Regions from separate parts of the Pan troglodytes genome. Here region 1 is linked to region 2. A link is a contact called in public Hi-C data. All regions are on one chromosome and are shown on one strand. Each heading gives the region's core, a stretch centred on a gene start, on an enhancer-like site or on the middle of the called end of the contact. The rest is flanking DNA. Distances are from core to core; before and after follow the strand shown.

Region 1 (3,831 bases), core at 942-3,441, 99 kb after region 2:
GCCGGGTATGGTGGCGTTGGTCCCAGCTACTCAGGAGGCTGAGGCAGGAGAATCGCTTGAACCCGGGAGGTGGAAGTTGCAGTGAGCTGAGATTGTGCCATTGCACTCCAGCCTGGGCGACAGAGCAAGACTCCGTCTCCCTGCCACCCTCCCTCCCACCCTCCCACCCCCAAAAAAGCAAGGAAGTATTTTAGGAAACCGGACAGGAAATAGAACCATTAATAAGGAGAATGTCATCATTCACAGAGTGCCAGAAATTGATCTGGGATGAATATGCAGCTCCCAGTGCTCTTCACTAATTCTTATGTACATGACTTGATTAACAGTTAAAGAATATCCTGGTCTCCATTTCTGCCATTTTAAAAGTAAGTAACCATTAATTACAGAAGCGTTCCTAATAGGTGGTAAGTTGGTCATCTAGGGTATAGCTAAGGGCCAGATTCGAGTCAATTAGAATCCTGGGACCTGTCAAACGCAGTCCTGCGGAGCAGCCTTCAGACAGTGAATCTATAAAATGGATGGTTTCTTTCTTTCTTTTTTGAGACGGGGTCTCCCTGTCACCCAGGCTGGAGTGTAATGGTGCCATCTCGGCTCACTGCAACTTCCCCTTTCCGGGTTCAAGGGATTCTCCCACCTCAGCCTTCCAAGTAGCTGAGATTACAGGCACCCGCCATCATGCCCGGCTAATTTTTGTATTTTTGTAGAGACGGGGTTTCACCATGTTGGTCAGGCTGGTCTGGAACTCCTGAGCTCAGGTGATCCTCCCCCCCTCGGCCTCCCAAAGTGTTGGGATTATAGGCGTGAGCCACCGCGCCCGCCCGGATGAATTTTCAAATAGAAACAATCCAGTTTCCCACATCACACGGAGATTGTGTGGATGGGTAATCCATGAAAAGCCTGGTGCTGGCACTCAGTCCCAATAAATGTTAGCTAAAAATTAGGAACTTTTCAAAGGGATGAATGTGCTTTCTAATAGAAGTAGCTGCCAGTGACATCTTGGGAGCCTCTTTTTAAAAGCAAAAAATTATTTCATCTTAAATTTTCACAAGTTCAGATTTTTATGTATCTGATTTTAACGGAGTATGAAACAGCTTGCTCTCGTAGTTACTCACCGACATATGTTAATCGTATCATTTCTGAGCTGTTTTTTGATTTTACAAACCCTTAAATTAAGAAACGGATTAGGAACCGCCCATTAACACTGGTGGCAAATGATTTAAAATTAGGGTTGCTGGTTTTTCTGTGATAATCTATCGGCTTCAAGACGCACAGATCTCAATTTCATGGAAAGAAGTTGCCTGATACAGTTTTCCACCGGAGAGAAAAATAAAAGGCTGGTACTTGGAACCTGCAAGCCGGGAATTTGGAACCTCGGACTCAAGTGCCTATTACGTAATTCCACAGCGTCCCGGCCTCCAGGCCGTTTCCCGAGCCCTCCAGCGGAGCGGGGGATAAGGTTACCACGCCCGCGGTGGCCGGGGACACTTTGAGTTTCGCGTGTGGCTTTTAGGGACGTTTATATTTGAATTTCCCTGAACCGCCGAGTGTGGGCGGTGGCGCAGATCCGCCCCGGAAACCTCCGGGCTCCTTCCCGCCTTTCTCAGGCCCGGCCCCTCCAAGGGGTCCCCGCGGGGCGGCGGGAGGGCCCGGAGGGCGCTGGGCCCAGAGCCGCGCGGGTGGGCAGTCCCAGGCGTCCTTCCTTACAGCCCTGAGCCTGGTCCCGGAACCGCCCAGCCGGGCGGGCCGAGCGGACGGTTGCCCGAGGGCCAGATTTTAAATTTACAGGCCCGGCCCCCGAACCGCCGAAGCGCGCTGCCTGCTCCCCATTGGCCCATGGCGGTCACATGGAGGCGCCGGGGCGCGCCGGCCATGTTGGGGAGTGCGGCGCCGCGGCCCGCGCCACCTCCGCCCCCCGCGGCTTGCCTCCAGCCCGCCCCTCCCGGCCCTCCTCCCCCCGCCCGCCGCTCCGTGCAGCCTGAGAGGAAACAAAGTGCTGCGAGCAGGAGACGGCGGCGGCGCGAACCCTGCTGGGCCTCCAGTCACCCTCGTCTTGCATTTTCCCGCGTGCGTGTGTGAGTGGGTGTGTGTTTTCTTACAAAGGGCATTTCGCGATCGATCGATTGATTCGTAGTTCCCCCCCCGCGCGCCTTTGCCCTTTGTGCTGTAATCGAGCTCCCGCCATCCCAGGTGCTTCTCCTTTCCTCTAAACGCCAGCGTCTGGACGTGAGCGCAGGTCGCCGGTTTGTGCCTTCGGTCCCCGCTTCGCCCCCTGCCGTCCCCTCCTTGTCACGGTCCCGCTCGCGGCCTCGCCGCCCCGCTGTCTCCGCCGCCCGCCATGGCGACTGCGACCCCCGTGCCGCCGCGGATGGGCAGCCGCGCTGGCGGCCCCACCACGCCGCTGAGCCCCACGCGGCTGTCGCGGCTCCAGGAGAAGGAGGAGCTGCGCGAGCTCAATGACCGGCTGGCGGTGTACATCGACAAGGTGCGCAGCCTGGAGACGGAGAACAGCGCGCTGCAGCTGCAGGTGACGGAGCGCGAGGAGGTGCGCGGCCGCGAGCTCACCGGCCTCAAGGCGCTCTACGAGACCGAGCTGGCCGACGCGCGACGCGCGCTCGACGACACGGCCCGCGAGCGCGCCAAGCTGCAGATCGAGCTGGGCAAGTGCAAGGCGGAACACGACCAGCTGCTCCTCAAGTGAGTGCTAGCTGGCGGCCGCGTTAGCGCCAAGGAGGGGCGGGGGCGCAACCGCGGCGACCAGCTCACCGGGTTCTGCCGTGGGGAGGGAGCAGAGGCCAGGATGCACGCGTCCTTCTGAAGGAACAGGGTCTCGGTCTCCGGAAAGGAGAAAGAATCTAGAGTTCATAGCGGAGCAGGGGTCGCGGAGGGGGCTCGAGCTGTAGCGATGGGGGGCCGTGATGCCCATTTCTAGGTTTTGGATACCCGCTGGGACGTGGTAAGTGCGCGCCTGGGACTGCCGAGAAGGAGCTCCCGCTTTCGCACTCGAATCCGGGGAGCCGGCGCGGAGAGGCGGCCCCTCAGGCCCCAGGTGCGGGGAGCTGGAGCGCGAGCGCGCGCTCGCGTGCGCGCCCCAGTTTCCGGCCGGCGCGAGACAAAGCGTCTAGCGGATTTGCAGTGCCGGGATGGCCGGCCGGGGAGGACTGGCAGCCCGCCTCTAGAATGAATGAGCTTCGCGCGGGCAGAGAGAGGAAGGGGAGGGACCTTCCCGCAGTATCCGCGTCTCCTGGGGGTGGGTCCCGCTTTGGCGCGCTCAGTCTTGGCCCTGTGACATTTTGCGAAGATTCTACGCCTGCTTTAGGCGGGAGAGAGAGGCGGAGCTTGATCCGTGCGCCTCCAGCCAGCCCCGGGCAAGTTAGGTTTGCTAGCTGGTTAGCTTTCTCTGGGGAAATGTGTCCTGTCCCAGCGGGGATGGTGCGGTCCCTCGGGTGGTTCTGCGCAGGGAAGGAAAGCTGGGTTTGTGCATGTCACGGCTACTGTTCTTAGAGTTGCGGTTCTCCTACCCCTCAGGCAGCGGCCCTCTGTCCCCAGCTTTTGCCTCCTCGTAGTATAGTCAGGCTTTCGGGTAGAGACTGTGCTTAGTACCCCTTAGTCGGCCACTGTGCAGATAGTAGACCAGGGCAGGTGACAGGGTGCTGTGTAAATGCTGAGTGTTTGAGCGAAGGAGAGTTTCTAATTCACCTAAGCGAGTGCGAGTTTTCATTCCAGTGCACAAGGATACATTTGCAGACCTTTGCTGGCCTTATTTTGACTTTCTGATAAGCAAAATGGCCTGTCATCAGTAGGCAACAAGTGTTGATGTCATGCTTTAGAGAT
Region 2 (3,758 bases), core at 109-2,608:
CCCAGGTTTTCAGCACCAAATGTCACGCACATCCACGTGAAGAGACCGCCAAACAGGCTTTGTGTGAGCAATAAAGCTTTTTAATCACCTGGGTGCAGGCGGGCTGAGCCGGAAAAGAAAGCCCAGTTTTTTCTTTTTTCCTTTTTTTTTTTGAGGTGGAGTCTCAGTCTGTCACCCAGGCTGGAGTGCAGTGGTGCAGTCGCAGCTCACTGCAACCTCTGCCTCCCGGATTCAAGCAATCCTTGTGCCTCAGCCTCTGGAGTAGCTGGGATTCCATGTGTGCACCACCACGCCTGGCTAATTTTTGTATTTTTAGTAGAGACGGGGTTTCACCATGTTGGCCAGGCTGGTCTCAAACTCCTGGCCTCAGGTGATCCGCCTACCTCGGCCTCCCAAAGTGCTGGGATTACAGGGGTGAGCCACTTTGCCCAGCCACATTGTTCAGCTTTTAAATTGAATGTCATCTCCTAGGGGAGGTAGAGCAGATGCTGCTGGGTGCCCTGCCCATACCCCCTCACCAGGCTGTGCATTCATCCTCCAGCTGCTACAGGCCTTGGCTGCTAATGGCTCAGGCCATTGTCCTTTCACAGAGGATTGTTGTTGGCTGAGAGGAGCCTCCTCCCCTAGAAGTGGGTCCTGGAGATGATGGCTGAGAGGTTATGTCCTCCTCCTGGAGGAGCCAGGGCCAAAGACTCACTGATGAAGGGATATAGCAGCCTTCTCGCCTCGGGGTGGGACAACTGTGGTACAATTAACAGCTGAGAGCTTGCCGTGGGGATGAGGTGGAGGCTAAATTTCCTTTATTATTATTGTTATTGTTATTTTTTTTTTGAGGCAGAGTCTCACCACTCTGTTACCCAGGTTGGAGTGTAGTGGTATGATATTAGCTCAATGCAACCTCCGCCTGCCTCCCGGGTTCAAGCGATTCTCCTGCCTCAGCCTCCCAAATAGCTGAGATTACAGGCACACACCACCGTGCCCGGCTAATTTTCTTATTTGTAGTAGAGACGGGGTTTCACCATGCTGTCCAGGCTGGTCTTGGACTCCTAATCTCAAGTGATCCACCCACTTTGGCCTTCCAAAGTGCTGGAATTACAGACGTGAGCCACTGCGCCCGGCCAGGAGGCTAAACTTCTGAAGTCATTTTGCCTAACTTTTTCCCTAGTGTCTTCTACTTTTCTTACTCCCAGCTTCCTTCTTAAAATCACCAAAGGAAGAATTCCTGCCTCAGTTTCTGCCCACCGGGGAACATAATCTAAAGGTAGTGACAGAAGTTGGCCTAGGAAACTGACTAGATCTAGATTTGGACATTGGATCACTCGTCCACTAGATGGCAGTGAGAACCCCATCATCGGTGGTGGGAATTACTGTGATGATGCAATTGCTAAAATGTTCACCTGTAGTTTACTGGGGACGAAGTGTAGTTAGAAGTTGTGTTAGCTTGTGGAATGGCTCTGGCATTTGAGTGTATGGAGAAAGCAGGGGAAACCTGGGCACGCAGGGCCACTGTACTATTTTTTCAACTTCTTGTGAGTCTGTAATTCTTTCAAAATAAAAAGTTTAAAAACTGAAGATAGGCTGGGAGAGATGGTTCACGCCTGTAATCCCAGCCTTCTGTGAGGCCAAGGCAGGAGGATTGCTTGAGCCCAGGAGTTTGAGACTAGTCTGGGCAACATGGTAAAACCTCATCTCTACAAAAAAATACAAAAATTAGCTGGGTGTGGTGGTGCATGCCTACAGTCCCAGCTACTCAGGAGGCTGAGGTGGGAGGATCATTTGAGCCAGGGAGGTCAAAGCTGCAGTGAGCCATGATTGTGCCCCTCCACTCCTGCCTGGGTGACAGGGTGAGACCCTGTCTCAAAACAAAACAAAACAAACCACTGAAGTAAATAAATAGCAATATCATGTAAACAATATTGTATCCTAGGTGGACTAGTAAACATTAGTACCATCCTCAAGGATTAAAGGATGCAGAAACAATGATTCTCACATATCCCTATTTAATTCAATAACTTGGTTTCTGCAAAAATCAAATGAATTGTGCCAGATGACATGGACTACCAGAAACTCAACAAATAGTATCCCCATTTAAAGCTCTTGGACTGGAAGTATTATTTTTACTAGAACAGATTAACATAGATTTTGATATGTGGTATGTAGCTATTGGACTGGCAACTATATAAATATAAATTAATGCAATTGAATATATTCATGACTTTGTGTCAGGACTATGTTAACGATCCTATTCTCCATCACAATGCAGTCCAAAGGGACCCAGATCATGTGCCCATTCCACAGAATTTCACATTCAGCAGTTATGTTGATATGATAAGTGAACATAAGAAGTACCCTGGGTTGCTGATAAGACACATGCACTTCAGAAGGTAGAAGATAAGCCCTTAAAGGAGTCTGCCATTTGCATTGGTGAAGTTTACAGGGGTCCAGTGCTCTGAGGCATGCCGGCACATGTCCTCTATGGTAAAGAACAAGCTATTGTACCTTCCAACTCCTACCACTAAGAAAAAAGCACAGAGCATGGTAGGCCACTATGCATATTGGAGTTAGGTATCACACTTGGAGAACACTGCTTTGATTCATTTATTAGATGATGATGAAGGTTACCAGTTTATTTATTTATTTTTATTTTTATTTTGAGACAAAGTCTCACTCTTGTTGCCTAGGGTGGAGTACAATGATGTAATCTCGACTCACTGCAACCTCCACCTCCCGGGTTCAAGCAATTCTCCTGCCTCAGCCTCCCGAGTAGCTGGGATTACAGGTGCCCACCACCACACCCACCTAATTTTTGTATTTTTAGTAGAGACGGGGTTTTACCATGTTGGCCAGTTCGTCTCAAACTCCTAACCTCAGGTGATCTGGTTGCCTCGGCCTCCCAAAGTGCTGGGATTACAGGAGTAAGCCACTGCCTCCAGCCTTAAAGTTACCAGTTTAAGTGAAACCCAGGGCAGAAAAAGGCTCTATAGTAGATCCAGTTTGCACTGCAAGGAACATTGCCACTTGGGCCATATGACCAAGGAGATTCTAAGGTACTAGATGTATCTGTGGTAGATAAAGATGCAGTGTAAAAGCTCAAATATGAGAATCTCAGGGCAGATGAGAAGGGTTCTGGGGCAAGGCCAAGCCACTGGCAACAAAACTATATACCATTCGAAAAACAGCTTCTGGGCCAGGCGCGGTGGCTCATGCCTGTAATCCCAGCACTTTGAGAGGCCAAGGCAGGCAGATCACTTGTGGTCAGGAGTTTGAGACCAGACTCGCCAATGTGGCAAAACCCCATCTCCACTAAAAATACAAAAATTAGTTGGGCGTAGTGGTGTACACCTGTAACCCCACCTACTCTGGAGGCTGAGGTAGGAGAATCACTTGAACCCGGGAGACGGATCTTGCAGTGAGCCAAGATTGTGCCACTGCACTCCAGCCTGTATGACACAGTGAGGCTCCATCTCAAACAAACAAACAAACAAACAACAAAAAAGCAACAACAACATCAAAAACCAGCTCTGGCGTGGTGGCTCACGCCTGTAATCCCAACAGTTTGGGAGGCCAAGGTGAGTGGATCGCTTGAGCTCAGGAGTTCAAGACCAGCCTAGCCAACATAGTAAATCCCATCTATACTAAAAATGCAAAAAATTAGCCAGGTGTGGTGGCATGGGCCTATAGTCTCAGCTACTTGGGAGGCTGAGGCATGAGAACTGCTTGAGCCTCGGGAGGCAGAGGTTGCATTGAGCCAAGATCAG

What was found. A called contact is a pair of places that touch in the nucleus more often than the background predicts.
Region 1: a Hi-C map of induced pluripotent stem cells shows a contact between it and region 2, with 3 times the contacts expected there. The contact joins the promoter of LMNB1 here to the enhancer-like site in region 2. A contact is called at or near these places in 3 of 7 Hi-C or Micro-C datasets (induced pluripotent stem cells and stem cell-derived neural progenitor cells) and 1 of 1 datasets of contacts at active chromatin or transcription factors (stem cell-derived excitatory neurons).

What each region holds. Positions count from the first base shown.
Region 1 is chr4:124,536,460-124,540,290 of NHGRI_mPanTro3-v2.0_pri, forward strand. It overlaps LMNB1 (lamin B1), which reads left to right and starts at 2,192. Exons shown (of 11, transcript NM_001280441.1): 1 at 2,192-2,694. The coding sequence starts at 2,336. It overlaps LOC107974842 (a long non-coding RNA gene), which reads right to left and starts at 1,304. Exons shown (of 4, transcript XR_001717888.4): 1 at 1,113-1,304.
Region 2 is chr4:124,438,748-124,442,505 of NHGRI_mPanTro3-v2.0_pri, forward strand. No RefSeq gene overlaps it. Among named protein-coding and RNA genes, the nearest start is that of SPMIP10, 45 kb to the left of the region's middle. Within about 2 kb of position 1,359, at least 4 of the 24 cell types and tissues checked have an H3K27ac peak or open chromatin away from gene starts, as enhancers often do. A contact at or near this core is called in induced pluripotent stem cells, where this site is marked.